2 separate regions of the Mus musculus genome follow, and region 2 is linked to region 1. The links are chromatin contacts, called in public Hi-C maps. All regions are on one chromosome and are shown on one strand. Each heading gives the region's core, a stretch centred on a gene start, on an enhancer-like site or on the middle of the called end of the contact. The rest is flanking DNA. Distances are from core to core; before and after follow the strand shown. Region 1 overlaps Tiam2 (T cell lymphoma invasion and metastasis 2). Region 2 overlaps Tiam2 (T cell lymphoma invasion and metastasis 2).

The links. A called contact is a pair of places that touch in the nucleus more often than the background predicts.
Region 2: a contact with region 1 is called in a Hi-C map of muscle stem cells, with 2.0 times the contacts expected there. The contact joins two enhancer-like sites. A contact is called at or near these places in 2 of 15 datasets of contacts at CTCF or cohesin (CD8 T cells and the NIH/3T3 cell line), 18 of 484 Hi-C or Micro-C datasets (the C2C12 cell line, the C3H10T1/2 cell line, adipose-derived mesenchymal stem cells and 7 more), 4 of 115 datasets of contacts at active chromatin or transcription factors (embryonic fibroblasts, embryonic stem cells, fibro-adipogenic progenitors and 1 more) and 1 of 9 other capture datasets (embryonic stem cells).

The regions. Positions count from the first base shown.
Region 1 is chr17:3,347,788-3,351,599 of GRCm38.p6, forward strand. The region is part of intron 1 of Tiam2 (T cell lymphoma invasion and metastasis 2); the gene reads left to right. Among named protein-coding and RNA genes, the nearest start is that of Tiam2, 23 kb to the left of the region's middle. Within about 2 kb of position 2,419, at least 105 of the 459 cell types and tissues checked have an H3K27ac peak or open chromatin away from gene starts, as enhancers often do. A contact at or near this core is called in the C2C12 cell line, the C3H10T1/2 cell line, adipose-derived mesenchymal stem cells and 4 more, where this site is marked.
Region 2 is chr17:3,417,609-3,421,131 of GRCm38.p6, forward strand. The region is part of intron 3 of Tiam2 (T cell lymphoma invasion and metastasis 2); the gene reads left to right. Among named protein-coding and RNA genes, the nearest start is that of Gm52295, 11 kb to the left of the region's middle. Within about 2 kb of position 1,998, at least 60 of the 459 cell types and tissues checked have an H3K27ac peak or open chromatin away from gene starts, as enhancers often do. A contact at or near this core is called in the C2C12 cell line, the C3H10T1/2 cell line, adipose-derived mesenchymal stem cells and 4 more, where this site is marked.

The DNA.
Region 1 (3,812 bases), core at 1,169-3,668:
AACACTCCATCCTTAACATCATCAAAGGACCCAAAGGAAGAAAACCATTAGAACCTTCTGGAAAGTGGAAAGGCCTTTCCTCCGTTAAGTAGTGGATGCTAGCCTCCCTGACAAGTCTGTGATTGGGAATTGGGACAGCCTTGACAGGTCTGTTCTGTTCTTTGGCATCCAGCTCAATGATGCAATCTGCTTTGTAAGTAGCTAGTTCTCACCTTACAGCTCTCCAGAGATGCAGTCACCCTTGTAAGTAACTAGTTCTTACTCAAGAGTACCTTGCAGCTCTCCAGAGCTCTGAGAGTGACCAGGCTGAGTGTCCACACTGAAAGCAGCCTATAGCCAGGCAATTTTTTTTTTAAATTTTTTTTCGCTTAAATGCACACCAGCCTTGACTAGAGCCTGGATAATGGAACTTTAAAAATTCTTTTATTTATCAGTGCGTGTGTGTGTGTGTGTGTGTGTGTGTGTGTTTATGCAGGAATGTGGTGGGTGTGCACATGCCATGATGCATCTGTAGAGGTTAGAGGACAAACCTTGAGAGTTGCTTCTCTTCTCCTACCTTGTTGAGGCAGAGTCTCTCTTCTTTCTGCTACACTGAGTATCATAGGCAAGCTGGCCTTCAAGCTTCCAGAAGACTATCTTGTCTTAATTTCCCATCCCCCTACGCATCCTGGGTTTACCTATATGTACAGTGCATCTTTTATGACTTTTACATGGTCCTGGGATTTAACTCAGATTGTCATGCAAATCCTTTACTGTCTTATGGCCCTTGCTCTTTTGGGACAGGGCTTCAGTCTATATCTCAGGCCTGGAACCACTATGTTCTCTAGACCCCAGGCTGGTCTGACCTCAAGATAATTGGTCCAACTTTCCAAATGCTGGGATAATAGTCCCAAGCTCCACACCTGGCTTTCACACTTCTGCTAAGACTTGGGCAGGCTGTCTGTCCATATGTCCTCTTAGGGAAACAGAGTTTCAACTTGGAAAAATTGTATGTGATTGCCTAGTAAGAAAATGCTGTTGGTATCATTTCTGATTGTGTCCCCAAGTTCTTCCCACATGGAGTCTCCCTAGGGGGTGTCTTTCCTCTGGCATCTTTTCATTTTTTTGTAAGTGTCTTAAGGTTTTCATTGTTTATTGTTTCACTTCCTTGGTTAGGTTTATTCCAAGATATATATATATGTGTATGTGTGTGTGTGTATAATGAATATATATATATATTCATTATATATATACATATACATTATATATATATATATATATATATATATATATATATATATATAATGAATGGTATTGTTTCCTGTTTCCTTCTCAGTGTGTTTGCGTTTGTATATATGATGCATATATATATATATATATATATATATATATAATGAATGGTATTGTTTCCTTCTCAGTGTGTTTGCGTTTGTATATATGATGCTTATTTTCCATCCAGCTACTTTACTGAATGTATTTATTGTCTTTATCAGCTGAATGTATTTTTCTGGTGGAGTCTTGAGGGAATAAGAGAGTACAGAATGCTCAGCCCTAAAAGGGACATGTATACTATACCCCAACCCACCACACACATACACCGAAGCTCAGGAAGAAGAGGAGGAAAGGAGAGTATACAGGTGGTAGATAACTGCAAGCCACCTTCTTCTGGACGCATCAGGGCAGCTACACGTAGGAACTTGCAGCTATTGTGACAGTATGGATAAATTCTGTGCCTGCCCAAACCAGACGGAAATCCCAGCACGGAGAGGGGGGTTGGTACCCAATCCTACCCCTAGCAGTAGACCCATAAGCAACTGTTAGCTTCTGGGAATGAAGGGTCAGTTTTGTCTCTCAGTGTGGTTCCTGCTAAGTCAACCATGCTCCAGCAGAAGGCCATACACCCAAGAAAATTTGAAGCAGTGCAAGTTAATCTCTAAGGATGTCAAGAAAGAAAAAGGAAGGGGATGTGTGGATCTGTGAAAAGTTTGGTGTGTGGGGGAAGTAAGTATGAACAAAACACATTGTATGGAATTCCCAAAGAGCTAATAAAAATTATAATTAAAATCGGAATCCTAGGGACTAGGGGTGCTGCTCAGTAGTAGAGCCTTTGCCTAGTATCTTAGAACTCAGTCCTCACCACTGGAAGCAAAAATCAACCTTTGCAGTGAAAATTGAGTTTCTCAATTTTTTTCCCCTTATATTGACTGTCTCAATGCTACGCAAATATTCTCTGCAAAATTCTCTGGGGTTGATCATCACAGTTTGAAGGGAGCTGGCCACTACCCAATGCAGGGCAGGACATATTTCCGTTAATGAAGGAGCTGCATGCCGGCCGATAGAAGCTTTCAAGCAGAGACTGGCAGGCGTGGAAGGGTTGACTCACCGTGAGTCACTCCAGCAGCCTGTGTGGCCCATGGGTGAGCTAGCAGCGGCTGAAAGAGTAGAGGCGGGTCTTCTGCTGTCCCGTGAGAACGGGAAGAACTGGGAGATGAGTCTGTCCGGCCTGTGTGAGTAGGGACTCAGTCAGGCTCAGGGGTCTGCACAAGCTATTACAACCGTAATGTGCTCTGTATCACCGTCTCAGTCTCCATGTAAATCGTACCTGATATGCCTTTGTCCTTTTTCTCCCTCAAAATATCCTTTCTTGATGACCACCACCCCCGCCTAAGATAGGATCTCACTATGTAGCTTTTGCTGTCCTGGTACTCACTATGTAGACCAGGACATGTCTTCAAACTCAGAGATAGATCTGCCTGCCTTTGTCTCTGGAGTGCTGGGATTAAAGGCATGTGCTGCCACCGCCTGGCTCTGATGATTCTTAATGAGTTTTTTGGTTTTTTTTTTTCTGCATAAACTTCAGACTCAGCCATTTTGCTTAAGCGTGCACACATTCGCATGTCTGCACACAACAGACTGCTTGAGACTGCACTAAGCATGTGTCAGACTAAGGAGGATTTGCCCACTCCTGACTTACATCTTTTGAGGTACACAGTGTGTCAAGATTTTTGAAAAGCAATTTAATGAGTTTTTTTTAAAAAAAATTTTTTTTTAAAAATGTAGATATTAGCATTACTTCTGTCTTTGTGATGATGAAAAGGGCTTTTTAATTTTAGGTTTTTAATTAATTTTTGTTGTTGTTTTGTTTTGAGATGAGCTATGCTGGCACTCGTAGCCCAGCCTAGCCTCACACTTGTGGCAATCCTTCTGCCTCAGCCTTCCAATTGCTGAGATGACAGGTGTGCGCCAACATACTCATCTGGTAAAGGGCTTTCCCCCTTAACATATTTCTTGTTGATTATTGCTGATTTCTGGAAACCCACTCCCATTGCCTACGCATCGTGAGACACTTACTGAACTTCCTTAATCTAGTAGGAAGTTGTGTGACAGTCTTTGTTTTTTCTCAACATATGTGATATCAATCTGTCAAAACACTGATTCTTGCTTCTTGCCTTGTATTTCTTCCTGCCTTTGGATTCATGAGTGATCTGCTATGCCCTCCCCGATTTTCTGTGCACAGGAACCAGATGTAACATGCACATTTACGACTGACTGAGGACGTCATAGTTATCGCCAGCAAAGCACAAGGGCTTGAGATGACTTGTATGTTATGAGGGCTTTCTATGTTTGAGAGCTGTGGGCGGTGACATGCAGATCTAGTCCTGCTTCATGGAAGGCTGAGGCAGGAGGATCAGCTGAGCCCAGAAATTTGGGAAAGGCAACCTTATCTCTTAGGGGGACTGAGTGGGGGCGGGGAAATATGAAGGGCTGTGAAAGAAGAGTGAGAGATTGTATCTGCCTTAGCCTGGGAGTGAGGGTAAGCAATGGAGGGAGAG
Region 2 (3,523 bases), core at 748-3,247, 69 kb after region 1:
TGAGACCCTTTCTCAAAGTAAAAATAAAAGAAAGAGAAAGGGCAGGGAGAGAAAGGGAAGGGAGAGAAAGGGAAGGAGAGAAAGAAAAAGAAAGAAAGAGAGAGAGAGAGAGATTTGTGGGCATAGTTCAGTTGAATATCGCATACATCTGCATGCCTGAAGCCCAAGGCTCAGTTCCTAATATCACACACACACACACACACACACACAGAGAGAGAGAGAGAGAGAGAGAGAGAGAGAGAGGCATCCCCTGCTTAGGAGGAGTCTGATACTATGCTCTAACAAGGCATTGAGGCAGTAGCTACGATCTCTCACCCACGTAAACGTGTGTATACCACTAGACAACAGAGATGACTCAAAGGTTTTGCTTGATTGATAGGCATTTGTTTTGACTTTAAAAGATGACATAAAAAAGAACAGCACGTGCAATACAGACCTTTAAGCCTACCCTCATATGTGTAAACCTAAAAACCAGACAGATGAAAAAGCATACCATACCGGGAGACAGAGAAACATGAACTAGAGGTAACACCACATATTAACTTCAGTTTATTTCCCTATTTATGATTTGTGTTCATCATAGTCATCAGGGAGCTGGGGTCTGAGGTATTCTATGGGACCCTCGGCTGACAGCACAGCTGTTGTGAACAACATTATAAGCTCCTGCAGTCGACAGAAAAGAAACTTAGGTCTCGGCTTTGAAAGCTTCCTCTCAGAACTGACAGGCTGAGCTGCTGCTTTTCCCCAAGTACAGCAAAGGCCAGGCCTGACGTCAAGGAGGGGCGGGTGGGGGGTGATCCTACCATGTGCATGAAATGTCCCGTGCTGTCACTCAGGGCTGCTATGGTTTGTTACAGGGGATTTAGGACAGAAAGACTCAGTTTCTGGCCCGCTTTGATTCTAAACACTCACTTCTATTCTAAAATGACATTGTCTCAGAGACCAGCCATCTTTTCTGGGTAAGAGGAGGGGAGCATGAGCAAGCACCTTTCCCAACACGTGAGGAGATAGGGGCTCCTTTAAGGAGTTAGGCATCAGCTTTTTTCTTTGTTCAGCTTTATTGGGTCATAAGCAGAGATTGAATATAATCAGTGTGTATAGCCTGATGCCTTGACATACGAATACAGTGAGAATGACACCATAGGCAATCTAGTTAACACAATCACCACTAAGCATAGTGATGAGGCTGGCTCTATCTTATTGGGAGACTGTTCACAGTCTACTGCCTTACTGTATTTCATATGTGTAAAGGAACATCAGCCGCAGGCATTATCCTGTACACGAGGTCCCTAGAACCAGCTTGGCGGCGGTAACCAGAGCTCCTCCATGCCCGTTTAGACCCATCTCTCATTTCCCCAGCTGCTATGCAGCCTCTGTGTCTGACTATTTTGGCTCCTGGAGTCAGCGAGATGGGTCACTCACCTTCTCTGCATAGTGATGTAACTCTCATCCCCTCTCTACTTTGGTTATTAAGGGCCCTGGTCATCAAGTTTCAGCAGCTACTGCCTATGGGGGGGATGGAGTAGGAACGGGAATCACAGGCTCTGTGCACACACATGATCAGCTCTTCTGTCTTATACCCATAGAACAGTTATTAGGAATTGTATCTGGACTTGTTTAAAGACATTTTAATTCTTCAAAAGAATTTCTTCTTAGGCTGAGATTCTATCATTGGCAGTTGGGACTCTAGATGCAAATCTTTTGGTACTGAGTACAGCCCTGGGAAATTCATGCCCACATGTGAGAATTAGGGGTGAATACACACATGTGCTATCTGTTCATCTCTCAAGAGGACGGTCTTGCTTTGCTTTGGCTGGATTTTGCCACACGAAGTGTCTCTCTCAGGAGAATCGGTGACAACAGTGTTCATTGGTCACATGTAACTTGAGCCTGTCTCTCTGCCAGAGATTTGCGGGTTTTGAAACACCCTATTAAGGTTCTTGCAAGGAAACAGATTCTCCCAGTGTTTGGCGCCAGTGAGTCAGAGAGCCACAGTCATAGCTACAGTAGCATTGATACTGCTAAGTGGGTAGCATTCCTTCATGTCCTGGGGTTTATGAAAGTCTCACCGGAGTTACAGCTAAGAGAAGTCTTCTGGACTTCCTGAGTGACTCACGGCAGCTGTTTGATTCACTCTTTGGAGCAGAGGTGTCAGTGTATAAATAAGAATGAGCACAGAGCAGAGTGTAAACCCACTCCTGGAAGATGCTATCATCGTTAATAAGAGCAGTTTCCGTTCTGAGCTCTGTTTTGAGCACCTGGGTCTTGAAAAACACTCTTTAGTTGCCTGGTGACGATTTTCCTATAACATGACCACCAGGAACTGTGATCTGATTTTTTTTTTTTTAATGAAATTTCCAAAGTAAAACATCTCCACAAGGTGGAGCGTTCAATATAAAGCCCCGCCTCAATGGCTCCTGACCCAGTTTCTCCTCACTTTAATTTTGATGACCTACCAACAGCTGATTATAGTTGACTGTTCTTCACCTTTCTCTTGCATCTATTTTAATCCAAGCTAGGTATTTGGGATGCTAGAACTTTTTACACTGATAGTAAATGTACTGCTCTTAGTTATTAAATTATTTAGTTTTGAGGTAGGATCAGCCCAGGCTGTCCCAGAACTCACTAGGAAGAGTTAGCCTAGACTCATGTCATTCCTCCTGCCCCAGCCTCCCAAAATGCTGGGTTACAAGTGGAAGCCACCATTGCCAGCAGTGACTACTCTACCCGTCAGCTGCTGTCCACAGAAGGCATCTGGGCGATTGTCTTGTGTTTGCTGCTGGCTCTGTAACCTGATGGCTGCATGCTCTGTGTCCCTAGGTTTATCAGGAGGCACCAGTTATGAGGTAGCAGTAGAGCTTGTTCAGAGTGTCTTGTGTTCGACGTTATATTGTAGCCAATATTGAAGTTGCAAACCACTTCTTAGGTGTCCCTTGGTGTCTAGAATAAAACAGGTACTCAGATAAAAGGATATAAACAAAAGAGGTTGCTTTTCTCATAAGATAAATTCCAAAATTAAATAAAAATAAATCTTAAAAAGCAAAAGCCAACCTATAGTTCACAGGCAGTGCCACTAGTGGGTTCTGAGCGTGGATTTTATCGTATGAAGTGGGAAATTAGAATGGTGGAGATCACTATGTATAGAAGTCTAAGCCTGGGCAGTTGTCCAAAAGACCTCATTTGAGATAGAAAGAGGAAGGTCTATAGAGCTCAATCTAAGAGTGCCAAATCCCAGCCTCCTCGCCCCCAAAATGGCTATTTTCTAAGTAAATGATTTCCCATAATTTAGGAGAAAAAAAAAGAATGACGATGAGATCACAAATTCTTTCGAGAAGAAAATCAATTCATAGCTAGTATTCTAGCTGTGTTATTTAAAACACCACACTAGTGGTTTACATAGAAAAGCTAATTGATCTGCTGTTAAAACTCAAGCTGTGTTTGGACAGACAGTTGCCTTTTATTTACCGCCTCATATTTAATCCTACTGCTTGGTATATGTGAGTACTCTTTCTAGAATTCTTTC